Regions from separate parts of the Xenopus laevis genome. Here region 1 is linked to region 2. Evidence: chromatin contacts called from public Hi-C data. All regions are on one chromosome and are shown on one strand. The core of a region is the stretch at or near the end of the contact, and the rest is flanking DNA. Distances in the headings are between cores, read along the strand shown.

Region 1 (6,205 bases), core at 3,495-5,994, 630 kb after region 2:
ACATTACGTGTCTCAATTAACTCTGAAAAAGGGCAGAGTACGTTTTGCACACCCACTGCCAGATTGTTATCACTATGTTTTCTTGTAAAAGCAGCAACCGAGAGGAGACGCAGAGAGTTGGGTGAGCTCCGCCATTTCTACATTCTATTACTGGCTTCCATTATTGTCCCTCCACCATGTAGGCCAGAAAAATTCAGAGTAAGAGGAATGGGTCAGTGTCCGTGGATGGGAACCAGGAGGAGATGGGGAGGTTGGTGAGCTAGGAGGAAACAGCCTGTATATTTAGTTTAGCCCCAGGCCAGCAGGAGAAGCATTCACTGGGTGTCATTTATTGACAACCTGGATGAAAGTGCAAGAGCAGCGTAATAAGTTCAGCTCTATTAACAAGAATTAGCTGCAAAAAAGCTGCAGTATTTATAAAATAAAAACTGGGGAGGGAAATTACAAAACTACATTTTGAGCATATTTACTTCAGGGCAGGTTTATTTGCCCATGGAACAGTGAAGGATATGGTAAATACCAGCAAGCTGTTCTTTTCAGCGGGCTCAGTGCTTTTAGGGAAGAGGCTCGACTGATAAACGTGCCCTCTGATAATTCTGCTTGAGGTGGAGGGGCCCCCTGTGCTTCTGCCAAAACAAACATATAAGAGAAAGAAAAAACATCTCCTCGGCTCATAAAATAATAATAGCGTGATGTAACGCAAACAGCCAGAGGCTTCAGCAGGAACGGAGCAAATTGCAGGGAACTGTGTCATGCTGCCGACTCAGATAGATTGACTGTTAGCTCCTTGACCTTGTATATCAAAGGTGTCATAAATGGGTTCTTCACCTTTAAATTTACTTTTAGTGTGATGTATAGAGTGATATTCTGAGTCCATTTGCAATTGGTTTTCATTTTTTATTATTTGTGGTTTCTGAGCTATTTAGCTATGTATCTACTCAGCAGCTCTCCAGTTTGCAATTTCAGCAATATGGTTGCTAGGTCCAAATTACCCCAGCAACCATGCTTTGATATAAATAAGAGACTGAAATATGAATAGAAGAGGGCCGGAATAGAAAAATTAGTAATAAAAAGTAGCAATAACAATACACACATAGTAGCCTAAAAAATTTTTTTATTTTATATGGGTCAGTGACCCTCATTAGAAAGATGGAAAGAGTCAGAAGAAGGAAGCAAATAATTCAAAAACTTTAAGAAAAAAATCAAGGCCAATTTAAACGTTTCTTAGAATTAGCCATTCTATAACATACAGTACTAAAAGTTAAAGTAAAGGTGAACCACCCATTATTAATAATAATAATAACAACAATAATATAGGTCAGTGATGCCCCCACATATGGGTCAGTTCCTCCTGATAGTGGCTGGACTGTGGGCAAGGTGCAGCTCCCAAGCAGGAAGCAAAGCAGTATAATAACATTTGCAACTGCTTATTTCAACCATACCCTGTTCAGATGGGCCCTCTTCACTCTGCATAGAATTCTTTATATGTTGGATGATTGTCTAGCGTGCTGGGCTGGGTAGGAAAGCACAGCTCTCTCTACCCAATGGCTGTCCCTTCTGCACTGACAGATCACATCTATGTTCTAAAACTGATCCATTATAATCAGTAAGATCCACAGGCAAAAGTTCTGTGAACCATATGCAGAATGGCACACGATACCGTACAGACTGCCACTTGATCTCCCCAGGGCATAGGTGAAGTGAAATGAGCCTTGAGTCTTGGGGCATTGCCTTCATTGAAGGCACAATTTATAGCCAATGGTGCTGTTTTCTTGCACCCCTCTTGGCACTGCTCCCCTATATTTCAGGGAAGAGGGTGATGTGTATGGTGATTTTATTCAACTTACATAGTTGAACCTTCTCTTTCTCTTACAGAGTCCCTGATTTACAAAGTATTGCTTCTTTTCAGGTACCGGGGGTGGGAGTACCTTTCATGGCACAAAATGTGAAGGCACCTGCAATTCTCCTGTGTATCCTGTTAGCCTGAGAAACTTCGGTTACATGATAAAGCCAGCGCTGACTCAGCAGAGAAGATTGTTAGTCGTGGAGCAGCACCGCCCTCTAGAGCTTGCAGTCAGAATTACATTTGTCCCACTATGCAAGCAGTAGGCCAGGAGAAAAAATTTAATGGGCAATGCTTGTCCCACTGGCATCACTGAATAGAAAATGTTGTTTAGTAAAGCTATGGGCACACAGATCTGCCCATTACCCCTGCTCCATTGGTCACACATGGGCTGAGATCAGCCCAAATACGCAGGCTGAAAACGTCCTGTATGGCCATAGCTTCAAGTCCCTTAATGCTTATTTATGAGCAATTAAAATATATAATGGATGTTTTACTGTATGATATTGTAGATTTCAAACAGCATTCCCTTCAGTGGTCCATATGTAGCTCAATAAGTAACATTTTACATTGTAAGCTCCATTATGCTGGACCCTCTTTACCCCCTTTATCAACCAGTGCTTGTATGTAATTTGTATATTTTATACATCCTTCCATGGTTCAGTCCTACAGAATATGCTGGCACATTATAAATATGTAATAACAATAACATTATACACAAAAGCCATGACAAGCCTGTAAATGATATCCTTATAAACGGTGACTAGTGATGTCATCGATTATAAACGGTGACTAGTGATGTCAATTTTGTCACATGACTCACTAAAACTTGTGTATTATAATAAATAAAGTACCCCTTGTTGGAAAATATGAGGATATTAGAAGTAACCTCTGAGTTCCATGTCCATATAAAAGCACAAGGCCGAAGTGACTTATAATATCCTTATATTTTACAATAGGGGGTACTTTATTCACTATATTAAATAGTTGAGGCTGTAATATCCTTATATGTTATAGTAGGAGGTAATGATTGCCTGTGTCTATTAATTATGTCTGTGGCAGTGATCCAGGGCTCTGCCACCAAAAGACGTGTGTGCTGGGGACGTTGTTCCTGCCTTGGCACACTGAATCATCTCTGCCACTCCATAAAGTAGACTTATTTACTGTAATTAGCTTGCTGCAAGCAGCTGCCTCGCCAACCCACCAGAACACACTGACTCAATCTCAGACATTTAAACCCATTTCCAAACCTCAGGGACATGGTGGGATACTGAGTATTCTTGGAAGCAACTTGGGGAGGGGTCATTGTGCCACTTGTGTGATATTGCATGCATCAGTTCCTGGAAACAAAGCTTGCATGAAGTACAGACAACAACACTGTGCACTAGTTGCATTGTTCTGATCTATTGATCTTGCACATTCCTCCGCATTCTGGTACAGTGGGATGTCACTTTCATCAACTTTTTCAGCAGAAAATGAAGGGGAGTTCATGTGGCATCTAAGCAGCAGCTCCACCAGCTATGAAACTCTAAAACCCTTCAACATGTTAAGTATAGACCTGCTATTCAAGATGTGCTCAGCTCATCTGTACAGTATGTCTTTCAGAGTTCCAGCCCCAGAATGAACAGATGGTTTCCATAAGAGTTTTAGCCTCAGTTTCTTCAGGTTCTTCTTGTTGTTAGGTGGTCAACCATGGGGCACCTTGAACATTTTAAACATCTTAATTTTCTACTGCCTAGTTAGTAGCTTAGGTACTTGCCTTGACAGAGACCATAATACTCTTTTTACTCTCTTAGGCAAAAACCAAAAGATGGAATCCTTACATTTATAGATATAGGGGGCCCAGAGGCGTGTAGATCATTTACATCAGGAAACCATAGTACTGGAGCCTGAGAGGGGTATCACTTCACTGGGGGAATATAATGGAAGAAGGATCTCTACCAGTGGCTGTTGAGAATGATAATCTATGGTACCTGTAAGCTTCCTTCCTTCACTTCCCACCAGGCCCGGACTGGCAATCTGTGGGTTCTGGCAAATGCCAGAGGGGCTGCTATAAGGTGCCATAGAAAGTCACTATTTAGAGGGCTGATGGGGGCTGTTTGGGCCTCTGTGTACTTGAAATGTACCAGGGCCTATTTTAATTCTCAGTCCGGACCTGCTTCCCACCCAGCCCTGGCTTTGCTGTATAAAGGCAAAAGTCTGCTGTCTCTGTGGGAAACAGGTCTGAACATTACTGAATTTAGATGAGAAACACATGAGAAATAGCCAAACATGGGACATTTTCATTAGAAAGCATATTAACTGAAGCCAGTCACAAGCAATATGAAAGCTAATGGGCACCAAACAGTGTCACTGTCCTTCAGTAAACAATTCATATATCACTTATACCAGCTGCAAAGAAATCATGCACAGCATCCATAGATTGGGAGGCAAAGGGTTACTCTACCGGAGGAAAAAAGGTCCCTTTTGTATTTCAGCTGAAACAGTTTAATGAGAAAATAAAGATAAAAATAGCCTGCTGGGGGGGCCAGGGGCAGATGGAGGAAAGAAGAGATTAATAGGCTTTTTGCGGGTTTTACACCTCATGCAATCAGGGCTGGAGCGGAGGAGCAGCCCAAATGCCTCTCTTTCCTTACTTTGTTCTCTTATATATATTTCCCAACCAAGCCTGGTGATATGTTTGCCCAAAAATCTGAAAAAAAACAAGTTCCCTTAACTTTTTAAATAGTTTTATAAAAAGCAAGCAAATCATGCCGGAACTAGGGGTGCTTGGGGGGAACCACCAGGCAAGTACCTCACATGCAGCCTACCCCTAGTCCGGCAATTGTTACCTAAGTGAAAAGTGGGTGCGCTCTCTGAAGTCAAAGTGCGTCCTCGGTTGCGCACAGTAATGCACGCGCGCCCCCGGTTGCGCACGGTTACGCACGCGCGTCCCCGGTTGCGCGCGGTTGCGCGCTGCTGCGGCTGGGGCCGAAGTGGCCGGCCGGGTTGCCTGCAGCGCCTGGCTGGGCCGGCACTGAGATGCCATATAAAACAAAGAAATTGTCACTCATATATTCTTATTTGCATTGTGCAAAGCCAGAAATACATGCTTCCCTTGTCCTTTAATTACACATCCTATTCAGCTGTTATAATGTTTAATGATAATCACCAGCCGTTAAAGAAAATAATGCTTCCTGTAATGCAATGCCCCATTTTCACTGATATCATTGATATACTACAGATGTTTTCAGTAAAAATGGAGATCTCTGCCACCTTAGAGGGGAAGGTGGAATAATTGCAGCTGCATTTTATTATGCAAGGACATCTGTGTTCCTCCACCATCTCCCAGCAGCACATTGCTTTGCTACAGTCACATCGGTAAAATGGGATTATAACTGGGTTCCAGTTTTGGTGCTAGGGGATTGAGAGATTGGCAGGGATCAGTGACTCTAATGTTTCTTCCCCTCTGCTGTCCCCTTCTTTCTGTCCTTGCCATTATACTCTAGCCAGTAGCAGAGGGAATTCCGTCTGGCTGTATTTACCTTTCTAAGGCTTAACTTTAATTTACAATTATAGTCCTAGAAAATTGTAATCCTGTTTTCTTGACATTCTAGCAAAGATTATAGTCTTAAAGGGGTTGTTCACCTTTGAGTTAACGTTTAGTATAGCGTAGAGAGTAATATTTTGAGACAATTTGCAGTTACTTTTTTATTATTCGTTGTTTTTGAATTTAGTTTTTTTTATTCAGCAGCTTTCCAGTTTGCAATTTCAGCAATCTTGTTGCTAGGGTTCCTAGGCAGGCAGAATACAAAACTGGGTCAAACCAGGAGATCAATCAGTAGTAATAAGAATAAGCGAAGTTGGATATCAGGCAAGAGTCAGGATACAGAAGTCAGAATCGTCAGGAGCAGGCAGGGGTCACAAAAGGTTGTCAAAATCACAGATAATCATAAGCTCAAATAGTACAGAAGCACCAGGAACAAGATCCTATAACGGGCAACTAGAAAATATAGAATATCCCTTTAAATCCATTTGAATTTCGCGCCATTGTGCGCTGGCGTCAACACATCAGCGCACATGCGCCTATAAAAGAAGGAGACGTGAGGCGTGCACGCCCTAAGGCCCCAGATCTACAGAGGAGCGGCAGCACGGCGAGCGTCCCCGCCGAGGAAGCGCCCGGCGTCCCGGCCGACCACCAGGGTGAGAAGACACTGTTACACCTCCATTTGAAAGCTGGAAAAAGTAAGAAGATAAAGGCAGATAAATCAAAACCTAACATAAATAAATAAATAAGTAATGAAGACCAATTGAAAAGTTGCTTAGAATTAGCCATTCTATTAGCCAATTGTTTGGGGTCAGAGCCCATGTCCTAATAAAGGC
Region 2 (5,724 bases), core at 2,400-4,899:
ACACACAGACTCTGATTGTTTTCCTATGCTGTATACTATGCTGTATACCAATGGCAGCCGTGATGATCATTATGGAGATATGGTCAACGGCCAGATGGGGGCAGTAGAGCATCATAGATGAGCATTGTTTTATTTGTATTTTAGTCGCTAGTTTAAAGGACAAGTACAAGCATTTTGCTTACCATGTAAAGAACATTGATTTGTCAATGTACTCCATTAGAATTAAATAGTAAAATGCCTTAAAGATTCTGCAGTGATCCCCTCAGGACTCCACTAACAGCTGTGCAGATCACTGCTAGAGAGTTACAGGTCAAGGCACCCATCGCTCACTCCTGCTGAGTCAGCTGACCCCCCTTTTCATACTGCAAAGCTCAGCTTAACGGCTCCCTGTCACAGCCTGTGAGGAGCAGCACCATAGCTATGCCCATATTCACCATTCAGTTCAATGGCCAGTCTATGGCATGAAAGAGAACGAGGAATATATTTAATTTTTTTTGCATTCTTCTGAATATTTATAAGCTGCCACCTGTTGTGCAGAACCCAGAAAAAAAATCAAGGTGCTGCAGCAAGATTGCATGTTGTTAAAGGGAACTCCACCCAAATAACGCAATAAATTACATTCTAATTAATGCTAGGCCACTTTCCAATATACACTAATTAAAACTGAAAGTTATTTGAGAATGCAATTGCTAGTGAAAGCATTATCTGTCTGGCTGTTTATAGTCTCTGCACTGCCGGTTCTGAATCATGCAAAAAGTACACCGTTTCAAGAGTCAGAAAGAGAGCAGGGTACAATATTACTCTGCAGAGTAGGTCGCAAGCTGCAAAGAGTCAATGTCACACTATGAATATGACTATCCTGGAATGACCTTAAATCTCGGCTCCGGTGACACCGCACTGTGATTATTTCTGCTGGAGGTTAATCCAGAGGCATTAACTATGTTCTACTGCCTTCTCTCACTCTCCCACCTCCACGACTTGGCAGCAATGTCTTCCCCAGCAGCTCTGACCTGACTCTGTTCCAGAAAAATCCAGTCATTGCAACCCAACAGTTAATGTCCCTTAACCCTATAGCACCCCAATAGCCGCTTCAACCCTTATCCCTTGCTGTCCACATTTTGATTTTTGAAGCTCCCCCCATCCCTCGTCCCATTTATGTAGAATGGAACTAAATCCCGATTACGGACTTGGCTATGTTTTCTGTGCTAGCCCTTTAAATGCCCATACACCTTCTTTGTGTATGCACACATATGTCTAATGGGAACATTAAGAGCTGAATCTATAATTATTAGCCTGTGGTTTTGTTCCCCTCGGGCCCAGCCTTTGTCAGGGGAATTCCCACAAGCAGGTTAAAGGCTCATTTATGAACACAAGAACCATTCAGAAAAGTACTGGCCCCCCATGCAATCTGCGGCCTGCTCTAATAAATAATGCACTGAACTTTGGAATCTCTGTCGGCCTAGACCTGGCATTAATACCAGGGATCACTTAGCAGGTTGCACCACCTTTGTTAACACCCCTATAATCTAACTAAGTCTGCGGACAAGGGTCCAGATTAAAGGCAATGCAGCGGCAGTCATGATTCAGCTTTTCTGCCGATAATAAAAATCACAGCGTAGTGTGACCCAGATCCCAGGGGCAAATCACATTATAAAAGAATTTCGGATTCACTCCATTGCTGTGCAAATAAGAAGACGGTTCCTAAAAACCACAGCTGATCCTCGATTACACAAACGTGACAGACCGCAGGGCTGTTACGACGTTTCGCTCTTTCTATGAGTCACACACAGTCCTTCCCTTGTTCCCAGCCTGGCCTCTGGCTGCAATTACGTGTCCCAGAGCAGAGACCTTGCAGGACTCACATAAACGGGGCTTTTAGAGCATGGAGCTTGGAATATCCAAACTGGATCTTCCCTTTTGGCTGTTAGTCTCTGACACAGCTGGTAGCTGGCACGGAGCTTGCCAAAATATTCCATACAAGATTGCATGAATATGCGGAGGGGGGCATATTATCCCTGCATTATCTCCAAGATTAATGCAGGGATATTACCTGAAATACTTTTGCTGTGGTTGAATAATAACCCCCTTCATCTGCTGACAACCACTGGTTGCTGGGAGTTGTAACATAGCCAGTGATGAAAATGCCACAATTTATAAAGATCTAGCTGGCTCTCATTCAGTGGCCTCTAAGGCTGCCACCTCACGCTCTTCAAACTAAACATTGGATCCATAGGCTGATTTGCTATTAAACATATATCTTCAAGTGCATTCTGAATAAACCAGTGCAGTTTGCAGCATGCAGGCATCATCTGCTCACCCAGACAGTTTTTCACACTTAGGTGCTGATGTTGACACTCACTTGTCCATAGGCGACTGTTATTCACCCTTTGGGTATATAATACTCATGGGAAAGCTGTCCCAATAACACCATGACTGGCACATTTTAAAGGTGGCCTGTGGGTTCTTTCTAGAGCTCACGCCTCACCCACAGCATCTTTATTTTCACAGAAGCCTCAACGGATCAGTCGTAGGGCTGTTGTAGGGTTTTATCACATGCTCTCATATAACTCCATTAGTATTTACTCTGGGAAGGAACTGGGGCATAGCAGGTAGAGATGGTGCCTATAGTAGCAATGGGATAATAGTCTCTGGGAAGGGGCTGTGGAATAACAGGTATAGTAGGGAAAGATTGGGCCCTATAATAGCAGTGGGGATAATAATCTTTTGGAAAAGGCTGTGGGATAGAAGGTATAGTAGGGAGAGATGGTGCCTATAGTAGCAGTAGGGATACTAGTCCCTGGGAAGGGACTGTGACTGTGGGATAGCAGGTATAGCAGGTAGAGATGGTGCCTATAGTAGCAATGGGATAATAGTCTCTGGGAAGGGGCTGTGGAATAACAGGTATAGTAGGGAAAGATTGGGCCCTATAATAGCAGTGGGGATAATAATCTTTTGGAAAAGGCTGTGGGATAGAAGGTATAGTAGGGAGAGATGGTGCCTATAGTAGCAGTAGGGATACTAGTCCCTGGGAAGGGACTGTGACTGTGGGATAGCAGGTATAGTAGGGAGAGATGGTACCTATAGTAGCAGTGGGGATAATATTCTTTGGGAAAAGGCTGTGGGATAGCAGGTATAGTAGGGAGAGATGGTGCCTATAGTAGCAGTAGGGATACTAGTCTCTGGGAAGGGACTGTGGCTGAGGGATAGCAGGTATAGTAGGGAGAGATGGTGCCTATAGTAGCAGTGGGATAATAGTCTCTGGGAAGGGACTGTGGGATAGCAGGTATAGTAGAGAGAGATGGTGCCTATAGTAGCAATGGGATAATAGCCTCTGGGAAGGGACTGTGACTGTAGGATAGCAGGTATAGTAGGGAGAGATGGTGCCTATAGTAGCAGAGGGATAATAGTCTCTGGGAAGGGACTGTGACTGTGGGATAGCAGGTATAGTAGGGAGAGATGGGGCCTATTGTACCTGCGGGATAGTAGTCTTTGGGAAATCCCTGCACCTCCTAAGAGTTAAATGCCAAACAGTCCAACTTTATGGTTCCCACAAACTGTGGCCCCATTGAAGGGGGGGGGGGATTTAGGAAGGCCTGGGCCTTAGTCAGTTGTCAGGCTGTGTAGGAGGAATGCACTGTATGGGAGGCTGCAGAGACTTATTATCAGCAGTGGGATTTAAATAGCCTGGGTAAGTGCTCGGGGTCAGGGGGATAAAAACAAACAGTGAACTCTGTAGCTCAGTGAATACCCTTGTTTCACCATAGATATCAGCTGTGGAAACACAGCCCTTCCCCATATCTCTGCTCCACTGACCTTTCCAAACAAAACCTCCCCCAACTGCCCATTCTGCACACACACCTGCTCTGTTCCTCCTTCCCCCACCTACAAGCCCCTTGGGGGAAAGGGTTTTTAACAAGTTCACAACCACAGGGGTCAGTAATGGAATCTGTACACTAGGTGCCCAACTAACATCTCTCCAACAGTTTCCACCTTGGCTTCTTTATAGCTGAACACATATGAAATGCCTTATTAGCCATTGAAGGGGTGGTTCACCTTTAAGTTAACTTTTAGTATATTATAGAATGGCTTAATTCTAAGCAACATTTTTCCATTGGCCTTTATTTATTCTTTTTTTTATAGTTTTTGAATTATTTGCCTTCTTCTTCTGACTCTTTCCAGCTTTCACTGACCCCATCTAAAAAATAAATGCTCAGTAAAGCTACAAATGTATTGCTGTTGCTACTTTGTATTACTTCATCGTTCTATTCTGACCCTCTACTATTCAAATTCCAGCCTGCTATTCAAATCAATGTATGGTTGCTAGGGGAATTTGGACCCTAGCAACCAGATTGCTGAAATTGCAAACTGGAGAGCTGCTGAATAAAAAGCTAAATAACTAAAAAAAAAACAAATAAAAAATTAAAACCAATTGCAAATTGTCTCAGAATATAACTCTCTACATCAAGTGAATTTAAAGGTGAACAACCCCTTTAATGTAAAAGTGTGCTGCGGACTGCACTGGACTTTGTGCATGCCTGTCAAATCCATTATAACTATAGCTAATTTGCCATTTAATATGGGTGTTTTACACTTTTGGGTGCCGTGCCAAATCTGTGGCCCTTCAGGTGTTGTTAAACTACAATTGCCAGAATTTCAGCTGCTAGAATCCTTTATAGCCGCCACTGCTGAATACATTACTAAGGAAAGTGACCAAGCAGAATGGTTATCTTGTGTGCCAACAGCTGGTCATATCCGTCCTTTAACTGGCAAAAGATCCATCTGCACCCAGGCACGGATGTGCCCAAAATAGCAGATTGTAACCCTGCCTTCAGGACAAGCAGACGGAGCACAGGTGATTAGATATGTCCCAGTGTCATTGTGCTGCCCACTGAGATTTGCCCCTGGCTCTGGTGGGGAGGGATATAAGATGTATACCTTTCTTCAGGGCATATGGGTCCTCTGATTTATTCATGCTCCTGCCTGTTAGTAATTGCTGGGGGCCTAGAAAAGCTTTGCCCTGCAAAGCAGTGTTTTCTAAATGAAAGAATCCTGGGTGCCAGGGACCCTGGGGTGTGACTTGAGAGTAGGGGTGCCACCTTTTCTGGAAAAAAATACCGGACTTCCTATATATTTATGTTTTTTCCCTATTAATAACATTGGGATCAACCATAATATTTACCGGCCAGGTGGCAACCCTACTTGAGAGGCTGCACAGGGTGCAATGTATAAAAGCTCGGGGGCAGGCACCCTCACCCAGCTGTACATACATTAGAAACTCACCACTTACAAGATAAGCTATTTTGTCCAGAAGGTGGTCATACATGGGCTAAGCAGGCATGGATCAGGGAAATTATTAGGCCTTATAACACTAACATATAAAAGAGCCTCAGATAGGGCATCCTATGCATGCTGTTCCCCCAGCAGTCTGACACTGCAGAATTACATGCATGTGTATGATATCACAAGCCGACTATGATTGGGGCCCCCAGTGCGAGTCTCCCTGCCATACCCGGACTTAAGTTTCAAAAGCAGCACGAGCCCATTGTCATGGCTTTATAGGCCTTGCTCCCAGGCTGTGTTTGAAGTGCCATAACACAGGATGTCTAGGACTTTGCAGGATTCACTTACAGACCCAGGATATTAATGTTGCGCAGCTGTGCTCCTGCAGGTGTACCGTCTGCCTTTAACTCTTCACTCCTCGTTATCTTTCCTTTCTATTTGTCA

What was found. Hi-C and Micro-C count contacts between places; a contact is called where the count stands out from the background.
Region 1: a Hi-C map of the XTC cell line shows a contact between it and region 2, with 5 times the contacts expected there. The contact joins two enhancer-like sites. A contact is called at or near these places in 2 of 4 Hi-C or Micro-C datasets (the XL177 cell line and the XTC cell line).

What each region holds. Positions count from the first base shown.
Region 1 is chr9_10L:60,275,222-60,281,426 of Xenopus_laevis_v10.1, forward strand. No RefSeq gene overlaps it. Among protein-coding and RNA genes, the nearest start is that of LOC108701264, 240 kb to the right of the region's middle. Within about 2 kb of position 4,745, at least 1 of the 7 cell types and tissues checked has an H3K27ac peak or open chromatin away from gene starts, as enhancers often do.
Region 2 is chr9_10L:59,644,117-59,649,840 of Xenopus_laevis_v10.1, forward strand. The region is part of intron 2 of igfbp5.L (insulin like growth factor binding protein 5 L homeolog); the gene reads right to left. Among protein-coding and RNA genes, the nearest start is that of igfbp5.L, 8.1 kb to the right of the region's middle. Within about 2 kb of position 3,650, at least 1 of the 7 cell types and tissues checked has an H3K27ac peak or open chromatin away from gene starts, as enhancers often do.